2 separate regions of the Sus scrofa genome follow, and region 2 is linked to region 1. A link is a contact called in public Hi-C data. All regions are on one chromosome and are shown on one strand. The core of a region is the stretch at or near the end of the contact, and the rest is flanking DNA. Distances in the headings are between cores, read along the strand shown.

The links. Hi-C and Micro-C count contacts between places; a contact is called where the count stands out from the background.
Region 2: a Hi-C map of subcutaneous adipose tissue shows a contact between it and region 1, with 1.9 times the contacts expected there. The contact joins the promoter of CD109 here to the promoter of COL12A1 in region 1. A contact is called at or near these places in 1 of 5 promoter capture datasets (fetal liver), 7 of 47 Hi-C or Micro-C datasets (embryonic fibroblasts, epiblast stem cells, fetal skeletal muscle and 4 more) and 1 of 2 datasets of contacts at active chromatin or transcription factors (skeletal muscle).

Annotation. Positions count from the first base shown.
Region 1 is chr1:90,740,386-90,747,729 of Sscrofa11.1, reverse strand. It overlaps COL12A1 (collagen alpha-1(XII) chain), which reads right to left and starts at 3,321. Exons shown (of 51, transcript XM_021092374.1): 1 at 2,846-3,321.
Region 2 is chr1:92,236,451-92,243,794 of Sscrofa11.1, reverse strand. CD109 (CD109 antigen) reads left to right here and starts at 2,716. Exons shown (of 33, transcript XM_001927545.6): 1 at 2,716-3,185; 2 at 4,458-4,630. The coding sequence starts at 3,112.

The DNA.
Region 1 (7,344 bases), core at 2,072-4,571:
TCTGCCTTAATAACCAAAGGGGCCAGCCCAGCATATAATAGGCCTATTGTGGAGCAGTGGAAGTCAAGTTCATCTACAGAAATTTAGTTAGGGCACTAAGAGGGGGAGTTCAAGTTTAAAGAGAGACCTGTTTTCCTGGAGGCTGGTCCTGCTTAGCATCCCAGCTGAAGGCCTCACCAGCCCCCAGGTGACTTCATCCTGCCCGGAGATGGCTAATTCAGAGGTCATTTTATTCCGGGCTCAACTCAATGTCTCTTCCAGCTGGGGTTTTTATTTGGCCAGCCGATTTTTCCTAGCTGCTGAACTCTTTAGGTAACTGTACTTTCGTGGTCTCCGGGTAATTTGGAAAAGTATAATAAACCTCTCTTACTCTCTTTTTTCCTCATTTTGTTCTGCCTACAAATATGCAGTTCTTGAAGGTCTAAAACGAAGTATACAGAAATATGCAGGGCCCAAGCAAAATTTTACTCTCCTACTAGCTGTATAGCCTTCACATCTGATAAATCTTTTATTCAAGATGAGGAAAAAACATAATACATAATAAAAAGGGACAAGCAAGAGAAGAGACAAAATATTTTGTTTTCCCAACACTTTTTTTTTTTAAATTCTCAGTAATTTTTCTTTTAACTGTTCATTTTTTTCCAGAAGGTTACAGGTTTATATGCTCCAGAGGAGAATATATTCTACTCTCATTTTTATTGATTCTGTAACTAGGTTATTAATTCCTTAAAGACAAAAAGTCTTATTCATCTTTTGTGGCTCCCAGAACACAGTAGGTGCCTAATCAGTGCCGTGTCCGTAGTAGGGAATCTTCTAAAATATTCTAAGGTCCAATTCAGAGACAAAAGCTACTAGCAATGAACTTATAAGTAGGAAGCTGCCAGAGTCAAAAAAAAAAAAAAAAAAGAGTTGACTCTGAGGTATAGAAATTATCAGATGGCAACAAACTGGTCCTGTGAAAAACGAAGTCATGCTTAGGAATACAAAAATGAGCCAAAGGTCGAGCCCTCTTTGAGAAAAGAAACTGACAAGCTCCAACCATGGTTTTCCAAATTATTGGCACAGCATATCAGGGCAGCTTTCCTGGGCCTGAGTGTAAATTGCATTTTAAATGTCCGATGAACAGCCGTGCCAAATTGCCCGGAGCTCCTTTTTATGAAGCCAAGATTAAAATTTTGTCGCTGCTCTGGGGATCCAAGGGCTCTAGCAATTTCTTTCTTCCTAATTAGCAACTGTTTGACATTCTAACCCTTCCTTTTCTACATCAGTGAAAAGCAAGAGGTGAGACTGGCCCATTGTTCCCGTCGTCTGGCCTTAACTTTGCGATAATCATTTCCAACTTAGTTGGCAGTCGTGCTCATGAAAAGTTAAAGGCTGACAGTCGACCCACCGAAAAGCTGTGTGCAGATTTTTTTTTTTAACCGCTGTATTCTCTACAAAAACCGGAGTCGTGGAAGGGCTAGTGTCTGGGTCTAGAGCGCCACCTATCGGCTTCCTGACGCAGCGGCACAATGAATCGTTTCTCTACCGGGTTCTGAACGCAATTAGTTCAGCCAGCCAGCCAGGCATTCAGTCCATAAGCTTTTAAAACGAGGCAAGCGGGGGGAAGCTTTCTCTCCGTTTAGCCAAAACATTTGTCTGAATGTTTAGCAACACTTCATTGCGCATTCTCAGACGTGAAGTTTAAAGCTGCCGTCCCTACATAGCAGCGAGGATTCCCTCAGTTCACCCTCATGAATGAAAATGAGTCTGTTGCGGGGGAGCGGGGGTAGGCTTAAGGAACTGATCGCCTTCGGCCGACTCTTCCCCTCCCCCACCCCGCTGGATGAGGCCGAGTCCTTTCACTCCCGCGTAGAGTTAAAGGAAATTACATCCCCACCCCCACCCCGCAGGGGTCCTTCCAGATCTCCTGCGCTACCCACAGCGACCTCGACAACAGTTACCCCAGGGCGACTTTAGCCCTCATTTCCTTTCTTGTCCTCCCCAGCGCTGTAGGTCTTTAGAAGGCCACAGAGTCCAGGTTGATGTGGCGGAAGGGGGGTCCCGGATAATCCCAAAAAGGTCACCTGCCGCCTCTGCGGGTGTCTGATTCCGGCCTCTGCCGGCATGCCTCTTCTGCTCCCTGGCTACGGGTGCCCGCTCGGTAAATAAGCCCAGAGCCCACACTTTCCCATCCCTACACTCTCTAGGATATGGGATGGAGGTTCCAGGACCCTGAGTAGGGCCTCCACCAATGCACTCCCGAATAGATCGGGAGGGGAAGCTGTCTCCAGAAGCTGGGTAAAGCTGGACAAAGCCGAGTCCTCGAGATCTGAACTCACCCAACATCTCTGATGCTTTGAAAAGCAGAGGAAGAAGCCAGGACCCTCGCCCAGGAATCTGTCTCGAGATGCCACATACATCCGCGCAGCCTTGAGGAGCGGCGGAGCACTCAGCCTGCTCTCCAAAGAATTCCGAACCCTGTGTCACTGAAATACCTTCCCTGCGCGCAGGCTGGACCACGGCAATCTCGAGGCCATGAGGGAAGCCGGTCACACAACCCCGCGCAAACTTTATCAAGTTCAATGAAGCATCTCTAGCCGAAATCCCTCTACACTGGAACATGGAACATTTATGCACGCACAGCCACCCTGCGCTCTTAAGAAAACCTGTATTCTTCCTACCTAAAAGATATAAATGAATCGCAAAATCTCAGTATATCCGGCACATCTTCACTCTCAAAAGTCCCAAAGGCCCCCGCTCGGGATCCTTCATGGATTAGAGCAGAGCAAGGACCAGGCTCGAAGCAAGTCGCCCTAGTTATCTTTGGAAGGGCTGGGGTGAGGGGGCTAGAAGCCAGACCGACCTGAGGCGGTGGTGACCTAGGCAGCAGCGGCTACAGCGGTTTCCCGGCGTCGTAGAAGTTGGCGCTCGGTGTGACCTCCGCCCGCCCAGCAATTGGTGCTGCTCTCCAGGCGCACCTGGCGGCTGCCGGGAGGTGGCAGCGGCAGAGCCACCGGGGAGGAGGAGGCGAATGAGGATCCCAGTCCGAGCGGCAGGCGCGGCAGGACAGGCGGAGACGGCCCGGACCGCAGCTGCCGGCGAGCGGACGCGTCTGGGAAGGCTCGCCTTCGTCGAGTGGGAAGAGGCTCCGCGACGCGGGCTACTTAATAGAGGGCTGTTCCCAACTCTCAGTTTACTCGGTTACGAAACGCCTGAGAAGGTGGACGGCTGCCACGGGGTGATGTATGCTCCTCCGGCGGTGAAGGAGGTCTACTTTAGGGAACGTGTGCATACTTCGAACATTCCTTCTGCGTGAGGTGGCGATCGCCGTAGTAGCTGTGCCCCGCCAGGGAGGGGGGGAGGGGGCCGAAAAGGGGGAGGAGGAAGCGGGGAGGGGGATAGCCGCAGACGGGTTCTCTGCCAAGGGAAGCCACTCACTCCTCCGCTTGGGGCGGGCTGGGGAGGTCGGGTTTCCCTATCTGTGCGGATTTTCCTTAATAGATTTATTTTTGTAATTTAAGGACAATGGGAGGGACGTAGGCGACTCTCATTTTCAAAACTGCAAGAATGTGACCGACCCCACCCCATCCTAACCCGATCCCCCATCATCACCACCTACACCTTCCTCCCCCTCCGTCCTGGGTGCACTTAAAACCGATTTACAGGGTTTCCATTAACTAACTGTCTGCGCACGCGGCGCGCCTTCTGTCTTTTTCAGTCTCCGGCGATTGGAAACCCGGACGGCCGCCTGCGCGGGACTCAGCTAGGGGATGGCTTTCCCATTACTGTTTCTCCCCTTGGGGCTTCGGGAAGGAACTGGGAGGCTTCATTTGAGCCGAGGGAAGAGAGCAAGGAAGGGTAGGAAACCTAGGGATCCTCAGAACTTGAAGCCTCTCAAAAACAAGTTCCGGCCACCCTAGAAATTTCTCCCTAGGGCTGGAACAAACCCGGTTCCAAATAGAGGCTTCAGACAGAAAGCTTAGCGCTTAACCACCCCTGCCCCACGGTCAAGCCGACAGAGGGGGAAAAAGTTTTCCCCCACCCCAACTGCTGGGAGCTGTAGGTTAAAGGTGCGGCGGATGTCCTGCCTGCACCGTCTCCAGGTTTTGCCGCCCCTTCCCCGCTCTGCTCCACCCCTTGGCCCCCAGCGGGGAGCCTGGCACCTAGAGCTGCTAGGCGCACGAGAGGAAGCGCGGGTTTCTTATACTGTGGCATCAGAAAAGGACTTCAGGAAAGGTTCTGATTACAACCTTCTGTTGCTCTTGGAGCCAACCCTGCGCCTTTGGGCTTCTCAAAGCCCAGGCGTTACTCCTGCAAGTTTAAGCTTCCGGGAGTGGAGGAGGGGGCGCAGAAGAGAACGCGGGAGGGGCATTCCTGGAATTAACCGCCCAAAATAGAAGTGGTGTATACAGTGTAAAGCTCTCTTCCCTGTTTGATTTGGCTTCTGCTAATTCGGCCTTCCCTCCATCAAGCGTGATAGACCCCGAACTTGCCTTTAGAATGAAAAGAACTTGCAGGGCGGTCCCCTGCACCCCGACCCACGCACTGGCTGCCCAGCGAAAGTGGGAGAAAGCCGGAGACCAGACTGGAGGGAGAGAATGGAGGAAACTGGGAATCACCACCTCCGCACATTCCCCGCGTACACACGGCCCACGCGAAGTCCAGCCGGGAGCTCACACAAAGAGCCCAAACGCACACAGCGCACAGGGCTTTTCCCCGTCAAACTCTCACAACCTGGGTGTCTGGCACAAACATTCCTCACTCCGCCACCACCAGCGCCCAGAGCGTGAACAACACGACCTGCATGCCCCAGCGTCCGGCGATCACCTGGGTACCACTGAGCCCTATCCCCCGCCTACGGACAGCCTTCACCCGCACTCTCACTCAACTCCTTCTCTCGGACGCACATGGGCGGGTGACAGCCTAGGGGACAGAACAGGGGAGCAGAGAAGTCCCAGCAGCCGCTGTCCAGACCCCGCGCAAGGAGCGCTGCGCCTCGGCCTGGAACCGCCAGGGACGCCCCAGGGGAAACCCACACCTCAGTCTAGAAAAGGAAAACTGCTGCCTTTTGCACATCAACCCAGGCTGGCTGGAGTTTGCATTTTCCCCAAGTGGGGTGGGGGTTGTGTGCGTGTGTGTGTGTGTGTGTGTGTGTGTGTGTGTATGTACTACTTTTTTTTTTTTCATTTATGGTGGCAATGTGGACTAGGAAGCAACATAACTGGTTGTTGATATTCTTGGTTTAAAAATTAATTTTCTCCTGTTCATTTGACTTGGAGCTGCAAAAGCATCTATCAGCCCAGGAGTGGAGCAGTCGGTGACCCTCGGAGAGCCAAGGGCAGAAGTAGGCTTCCTCTTCCCAAGGCTGGAGGACTCTAGACTAGGTGGGAGAGGCTTCAGCTCTCCAACCCTGAGCAGCGTGGCGCACCCACAGGCCATCCTCCTGAGAATCCTCAAAGCATCCTAGTTCACAGGCTTTGATTTAAAACATTTGAAAATAATTGCTGCACCACATGGATGGACCTAGAGATTATCCTAAGTGAAATTAATCAGACAGTGAAGGACAAATATCATATGATATCACTTATATGTGGACTCTTTTTAAAAAGGATACAAATGAACTTATTTGCAGAACAGAAACAGACAGATTTTGAAAAACTTATAGTTATTAAAGGGGACAGGTGGAGGTGGTGGACTGGGGGTTTGAAACAGGCATATGCACATGGATGTATACAGAATGACTGGCCAACAGGGACCTGTCCTATAGCTCAGAGCACTCTACCCAATATTCTGTGGTCATCTATGTAAGAAAAGAATCTGAAAGAGACTGGATGTGTGTACATATACAACTGAATCACTTTGCTGTACAGCAGAAATTATCACAGCATTTTAGGTCAACCATACTTCAATAAAACTTGGGAAAAGTGAAAAAAAAAAGTTGCAAAGAAGATGTAGCCGATGTAAACCACCCGCTGCAAAAGCCCTCCAACCCTCAGGACAAAAAAAAAAGATCATAAGCAGAGTTTCCAGAGTCGGTTGAGAGAAGAAGGGAGGGGACGCCCGGGTGGGGAAGTACACAGATCCAGATCCACAAGCTAGTTCAAGCACACGCACTCACAGGGGACAAGGATGCCACGTAAACGCAACCAAGGGTGCGTCTTGGGGGGCGCCTCCCAGCACCCCTTCTACACTGTTTGGCCTCTGGGGCCCTTCTGCTGGACTCCTAGTACGGAAAGCGGGGAAATGCGTAAAAAAGGTGTAAACCCCTTTCCAATCTGTGCCCTTCATTAGTGTGTCGGGTTCTTAACACCCCTTGGGACCCATTAACGTTTGCAACAACTGGTTATTTATCCATGGGAGGCAGATCTTGTCGGATTTATTCAGTTCGGGTTTTTCTGTGGCTTTTGCTCCTTCAGCCACATCCTGGGACCTTCATTAGTCCTCTCTCCCCATCGACTGCGCCCACCTCTTCTCCCTTCGGCTCCTGGGTTCCCGGCGGCTCCCGAGCTTCAGATTTCTTGTCCGACAGCGCGATCTAGCGGTAACGGCGGACCCTGGCGTCGGACGTCAAAGTTCTAGAACGTGAAGGCTGGAAGTTGACCTGTTCTACAGAGAAGGACGGAGGATCGAGTGAGGTGACAAAAAGTTTCCGTGTGCCTGTGAGTTAGCTGCCTAGAGGAAATCTTGCGCTAAGGCTGTTTCGAGGTTCTGGTCGGGGTCAACAAAGGAAGGGGTGCTCATTTCAGGAAGGCTTGCAGATTACACAGACCGGCCTTAGCTTCTAAAAAGGCAAAAGCGACCTCTTCTTTGATTTGCTGGCGGTTTACACAGCCAGCTTCCTGGTGACAGACTAGAGTTGGTGCCATTGCAAGTTCTTGCCCATTTCCGTTATGGGGGTGGGAAAGAGAACCTGGACCCAGCTCTTCAGGCTGCACGCGGGCCGTCCCCAGAGTGAGCTCGAAGGGGCTTGGTGAAGAAAGCCTTTGTGGTCCCTTAGAGCTAAGAGTGTGAAGAGAGGAGGCATCTGCACGGATGATCAGAGGCAGAAAGGCAGTGACGGCAGGAGTGAGGAACAGGTGAGCTATAGGCAAGTTGAAACACACCAGCACCCTCCACGTATGTGGAGCTCGGAGCAGTGGCTATAGAGATAACTAGGAAGAGAGTAGCCCTCAAAACTATCACGCAACCGCTGGCGCAACTGAAGCAACTTCACAGGATAGTGGGAGGGGAACTTAAACCTCAAGAGATTCTGCCTCCAAAGTGTTTGAACATGGAAAGTGAGAATCAGCAGGCAGCCACCCACTCCCTCTATACCAGCAAAGCTAAGGAACCTAGAGGTCAAAGGCATCTCTGAGAAAGAAA
Region 2 (7,344 bases), core at 1,467-3,966, 1.5 Mb before region 1:
CCTTGCTCAGTGGGTTGATGATCCAGCATTGCCGTGAGCTGTGGTGTAGGTTGCAGACGCGGCTGGGATCCCACGTTGCTGGGGCTCTGGCGTAGGCTGGCGGCTATAGCTCCCATTCAACCCCTAGCCTGGGAAGCTCCATATGCCGCAGGAGCGGCCCAAGAAATAGCAAAAAGACCAAAAATAAATAAATAAATAAATAAATAAAAATAAAAAAGTTTGCAACAGGAGTTCCCATTGTGGTACAGCGGAAATGACTAGTAACCATGGGGTTGTGGGTTTGATCCCTGGCCTCTCTCAGTGGGTTAAGGATCTGGCATTGCCATGACCTGTGGTGTAGGTCGCAGATGTGGCTCGGATCCTGTGTTGCTGTGGCATGGATGGACCTAGAAACGATCATGCTAAGTGAAGTGAGCCAGACAATGAGACACCAACATCATATGCTCTCACTTACATGTGGAATCTAAATAAATGACACAATGAACTAATGAACTTCTTTGTAGAGCAGATACTGACTCACAGACTTTCAAAAACTTATGGTTTCCAAATGAGACCGGGTGGGGGTGGGGGGATGTGCTGGGAGTTTTGGATGGAAATGCTATAAAATTTGGTTGTGATGATCATTGTACCACTATAAGTGTAATACAATTCATTGAGCAATTAAAAAAAAAGTTTGCAACCAACCACGCCCCTCCCTCAGTTGGCCTTTAAAAATGCTTTGCAATGTTGGTTCCAAAGTTTGAAGTTCGGGATATTTTGGGGGTATGAGCCACTGGTGTCCTTGCACGGCCATGCAATAAACCTTTCTCTGCTCCAAACTCTGAAGTTTTGGTTTGTTTGGCCTCACTGTGCGTTGGGCACATGGGCTTGGTCTAATAAATCAACTCTACTTTATTTTATTTTATTTTTTGTCTTTTTGCCTTTTCTAGTGCCATTCCCGAGGCATATGGAGGTTCCCAGGCTAGGGGTCTAATCCAAGCTGTAGCCGCTGCCCTACGCCAGAGCCACAGCAATGTGGGATCTGAGCCAACTCTGCAACCTACACCACAGCTCACGGCAACACCAGATCCTTAACCCACTGAGCAAGGCCAGGGATCGAACCTGAAACCTCATGGTTCCTAGTTGGATTCGTTAACCACTGCGCCACAACGGGAACTCCTCAGATAACTTTTTTCTTAATTAATTAAAAAAAGTCTGAGAAGAGCATTTTTCATTAATTCATTTAACTAATTTTATTGAGCTTTATCTCTGTGCAAATCCACATGGTTAAATTTTTGTATGGTTAAGCTTTTCTTACCTATTATGAGAAGGAACACATAAACAGGGAGGTTGCATCAATTTAAAATCTGCACAGATTTAATTTTATAAAACAACTAGGTGGTTCTAACCCCTTCTAGAAGTCTTCTTGGAATACCACATTAACAACTAATCTTTTGGAGTCCTTTTTACATTTGCCTGCCTCTAGAATAAATCTAGATTTATCGATCCATTTTATGAAGTGAAACTTGAAGAGCCTTTTCTCTAAATTCCCAACTAGTTTTTTTCTCATCAAAAGTGCTCCCAAATTACCTCTACCTTAGACTCTCCGTGGCCCATAGTAGGTTGAGAAATAAAGCAGAATTTCAGTCCCTATGCCAGAGCTGCTGAATCAGCATCTCCCTTTTACTGTGATTCTCATACACGCTAGAGTTTGAGAAGCACTGATTTACATTCTGACACAGCCCCTTCTTGACCCAGAGCGACAGAGGTGGGGAGACGATACAGGCAGTAAACCGCTGCATCAGGGACTGGACCTGTACCCAAGGACTCACTCCAACCTTTTTTATTTTAACCAAGCCCTGCCTGTACAGGAAATCTGCCACTAAAGATAGGAATGTGTAGGAGATGTGAGGACACAGAGCCTCTGAAAGCTGTTGCGCGGGTGAAAAAGGGTGGAACAGGAAGGAGAGGAAGGCAAGTTCCTGGACTTCAAAACCACAGCTTGTCTAGGTGCTACTCTTCCCCTTAATTAGCGCCTAGCTCTGTGAGGAGGCTACTCTTTGCTGACCTCTTCTTCTGCATTTTGCCTGGTATTAAAATGTCACCGTCTAAAACTTTCCCCCATGAATTAGAAACTTCAAGTTGCGAGGGACTGAATGTGCCCGTTTTCCAACAGTTTCTGGAAGTTCTCTGCTTGTATGGTGTAGTCATGGTGAAACCTGAGTCATCTGAAGTTGGTGACAGCGCCAAGGAGCTGGGAAGGGGCTGCAGACCAGTGGGGACGCAGGATCTGGGGCTCAGGGCACCCTGGGCCACTGGCCTCCATGGGCAGGAAAGCCACTCTTCTTCTGTGTTTACACAAATCGCTCCAAACGTCACGGTGCTAATGGGTACTCTCTGTAGCATCTCCCCGCATAATTGTTTCTCAGAGTTCCAGGAGCAACACCTAACTTTATTATGTGCCAGAATTTTCTTCCTTTTTTTTTTAAAAAAAAACAAAAACAAAAACAAAAACAAAAACTGAGCAACGACATTTTCCTGGAGTGGCAAACAATTTTTGTTTTAAGGAAAACAAGTTTTTCTCTTGTGTCTGCTCCTATACGTTAAAGAAGTACCAGAAAATACACTTCTGTTTGGCACGTGTGTGTGTGTGTGTGTTGTGTGAGAGTGTGTGTGCATATGTGCGCGCGCGCGCGTGTTTGCCATTTCTCCAAAGTTCTGACTCAGAGTCTGCAGGACAATGACTGATTTTTTTCCACCGCAGAGCCGCTATGAATTTCTCCACACAAGGATGGGACTGTTTAGGCGCTCTGGGCACCGCTGCTGGGGCGCTAGTGTAAACAGCCCGAGGGGCACGGTGGCCGGGAAGCGGGCGCCCGGTGTTCCCGCCGGGAGGTAGGGCGCGGGCCGGGCCAGGCTGATCGCCCGGGAGCGCCATTGTGATGAGGCGGGAGGGGAGGAGCCGCCGGGTCCCGGCTAGATTTAGATCCCTCGCTCGACTGGCGGGCGCGCCCAGTGCAGACTGCTGAACTCCAGAGTCAGGGAGACACCCGGGAAGAGGTGGAGGGCCACACCCCGCAGTGCCTTGCCGACTGCCTCGAGAGCTCGCGTTGCCCGGCGGACGCCGCTGAGATGCTGGGCCCCCTGCTCGTGACAGCCGCCCACCTGGTCTGCATGTGGAGCTCGGTGCTGGCGGCGGCCCCCGGGTAGGGGGGCTTGGGGCGCGGGCTTGGGGCGGGGGCTTGGAGCTCTGATCCTACATCGTTCAGCTCGGCAGGGGGCAGTGACTTTCTCCAGCCACGAGGTTGTTTCAGCGTCTTTGGCCATAACTGCTTTCTTAAAGACAGTCCTTTTATTTTTAGTCCACGTTGCCTCTGCGCTTTTCTCAACTTTTTGCTTTCAAATAATGTGCCTTCTTCTCTTAAAGATATTTTTTGCATGCCTGTTTTTCCAAACAAGATGTCTGAACTTTGGCATTGGCAAGGTGTAGCTGAGGTGGCTTATGGGTTCAGGTGCAGATTTTATAGGAAGATAACTAAGGAGACACCTCATTAATGGAAATCACTCTCCCCCCTCCCCCGCCCTGAGTTTTTGCCCTTGATCCCTAACCACTAGCTTTGGCAGAGAAAGTGCTGTTTTAGCGATTTTTATGCTCTGCTCCACCTGGAAATGTCACTACTGATAGTTTCATTTCAGTTGGTATATTTTGATCAGTGGTGTTGGTTAGATGATGTTTTCTTGAGTAGATGCCCAAGATAAGAAACAGGCAAAATCCACAAGTGCATGTTTGTGTGTATGTGTATTTGTGTGTGTTTGTGTGTGGGTGGGGGGGCCTTTAAGCCAAGAAAAAAAAAATCACTCTGGGATGATGTCTTCTGTAAAGGAGAAGTACAGAGGCTTGTACTTTCCAAGTATTGTCTGCATGTCCCAGTGTAAGCCATCCTGTGCTACTTCTGGTTTGTAGCATGGAAATAATGACACTGTCCTCTAGCGGTGCACGAATTACTGCATTAAAACTGATTGATGGGCATGTGCAACATGATAAATATATTTAATACTGCTCTACATTATGTGTGAAAGTTATTAAGAGAGTAAATCCTTAGAGTTATGATCACAGTGAAAAAATGTATCTTTTTTAATTTTGTATCTATGAGATGATGATTGTTCACTAAACTTATTGTGATAATCATCTCATAATGTATGTAAGTTAAATCATTATCTGTACACCTTAAAGTTACATGGCACTATATATCAATTAAATCTCGAGAAAACTGGATGAAAAAATGGATTAGTGAGAATTATTGTTGTTTCAACAGCATTTTATTTGCTAAATGGAGCAGGGGGGTCAATATTATTTGGAATAGTTGCAGTGGACAAGCATGCGGGTCTGTCTCCCTATCTGTGAAATTTGAGGATCTCAAAAGAATGGAGATATGAGGATAAGAAATTTTGTTTTCCCCCCGTGGGGAACTCTTTAGGCCCAGGTTTCTGGTAACAGCCCCTGGGATCATCCGGCCAGGAGGAAACGTGACTATTGGGGTGGAACTTCTGGAACACAGCCCCTCACAGGTCACTGTGAAAGCGGAGCTGGTCAAGATGGCAGCCAACCTCACCGTCTCTGTCCTGGAAGCAGAAGGAGTCTTTGAAAAAGGTAAGCTAAACCGCAGAGTCTTATGCTTCTGTGATAGTCTTATGCAACTGTGGAGTCTGTCGATAAAGCCGTGTGCTAGATGGGGCAATGGAGAAGCCCCTCTTTTTCAGTGGCTTATGGAATCCACTTTGAATTCTTAGCCAAGTGGAGTTGAAAACGGTGCTCCTGGGATGCTCTTCCTGGTGCAGATTCTGAGACCCAGGTTCCTTCCTCTTTGTGGCTCCATCATCATCAGTACATGGCCTGCACGGCTGCAGGGGAAGAGCATGGAGTTTCTTTCGTGGAGGTTTTTATGGCCACTCCTGGATGTGGCTCATATGCTTCCACTTCTGATGGCCATGTTCAGCTGTGCCAGAGGCTAGGGATGCCAGCCAGTGTATGCCCAGAAGAGGAGATGTGACACAAAATCATATTTATGTAGGGTTTATACAAACCATGTATAACCATATTTCTTTATTGGGTGCAGAGGATTTTACTAAGTAGGCCTGTGAGGAGGAAAAGAAGAGCTAGAGTTAATATCTAGTTTTATAGAATATTTTTTAGTTTTTTAAGTAACAGGAAAAAAGAAAGATAATGCAGAAGTTTTTAATGGGAGCCATTTGTAAAAGAACCCACATCTCCTGTTTTAAGTATGGTATCTAACCAGGCCCAGGATCAAATTGGGTCAATGAATGTCTTTTTCAATACTAAGGAAAAAATAATTTTTGTGGGTAAATAGTTAAATATGTAAACTTTTTTCCTCATTAAAACAAACATTGATTTTTTTTCTAATTGAAAGGGTAAATATACACTCACTGCTAGCAACCTGATAAACAGTGGAAGTAAAGAAAATAAACTAAAATCAGTTGTTGTAAAATCCTACCACCCAACTATGGATACGGTGGCTAGAAGCAGTTTTAGATGTTTAGTTAGAGGCTAGAAAGTGAGGCATAAATTCCTGTAATGTTAAGAATTAACTTTTTTTTTGGCCACGCCCATGGCATATGGAAGTTCCCTGGCCAGAGATCAAACCTGTGCCACAGCAGCAACCTAAGCCACTGCAGTGACAATGCTAGATCCTTAATCTGATGTGCCGCAAAGGAACTCCAAGAGTTAACTTAAAAAAATCATTTAAGGGCACAAAACGAAGGGTGGATGGGATTCCACAGTAGTTCATTATATAAATGCTTGTCTTTCATTAGCATATAGAAATTAACGCCAGGAGTTCCCGCCCTGGTGCAGTGGGTTAAGAATCTGACTTCAGTGGCTTGGTTTGCTGTGGAGGTGTAGGTTCGATCTCTGGCCCTGTGCACTCGGTTAAAAGCATCTGGTGTTGCCTGTAGCTGTGGGTCAGATTCAATCCCTGGCCCAGGAACTTCCATATGCTGTGGGTGAGGCTATAAAATAAATAAATAAAAAAAGAAATGAACACTATCATGAAATGAGATAAAATCATAGTTTATATACATCCAAGGTTCTTTCTTCTCTGGGAAGTTGATAGACTGGGTGGGCGAGTTTGGGATAGGAGTCAGAAAGAGGTGATGTGTGCAGAGGCCAAGCCACTGTGTCTCTTGTAGCAGTGATGTCAGGAACGTGAGAGACTTTGTTTCTTTGGAGATGCAGTGTAGTTAGTGCTTAAGCTCTGAGATTGAGTCTTAGCACTGATGTGTGATCCTGGGCAGGTACTTCAGTTTCCTCATCTATAAGCAGTGAGATTTGCTGTATAGCACTGGGAACTATATGTAGTCACTTGTGATGGTGCATGATGGAGGATAAAATAAAAAAAAAAGGATGTATATATGTGTGTGTGTGTGTGTGTGTGTGTGTGTGTGTGTGTGTGTGTGACTGGCTCACATTGCTGTACAGTAGAAAATTGACAGAACGCTGTAAACCAACTTATAGTTGGAAAAAATAAAAATCATTTAAAATAATTAAAAGAAATAAAATGGGGGTAATGTACTTCCCAGCGTAGTTATAAAGTTAAAATCAGTACACAGTACCATTAGGTACTCAATAAATGACAGCCATTAACATTGTCAGTAGTAATGCTATTGTAGAGTAAGATGCAGGAAGTGTAATTTCCTTTTTACATGGAGGCAAATCTCTACTTTGATTGAACTATTTATTCTGAAAATGAATGAATCTTGGTCTTAGGAGAATGGATAAAGAAAATACTGAAATACTGAGTCACAGCAGAAAACACTTTGAGGAGTTCCACCTTCATCATTTATTGAATAAGAATTATCATTTTGGCTCTGCTAGTGTGGCAGTTTTACTGCAGTGCAAAGGTCCAGAAAAACAAGGATGATTTTGATAAACATTTGGGCTTTGCGTGGACATTTGCATACTCTTTTCTAGAATTTCTCCTGCAGTCTTTTCTGCATTCTCCTTTGTCTGTTTCCTTTCTTTTTTTTGTGCAAATAGTACAAACACTGGGGTGCGTGTTATTGTTGCTTGGCTTTTAAACTTTATTCCTAGATTTTTCCTTTGGGAGGAAAGTGTGTCATGTGCTTTTGGAAAGTGCCCAATATCTGGTCAGACAACACAACCCTGGGAACAGAATGGATCTTTGAAAAAGAAAGAGAAAATGGGAGTTCCCTTGTGGCTCAGAGGTAACGAACCAACGAGGATCCATGAGGATGCAGGTTCGATCCCTGGCCTCGCTCAGTGGGTTAAGGATCTGGCATTGCCCTGAGCTGTGATGTAGGTCACAGACTTGGCTTGGCTCCTGCCTT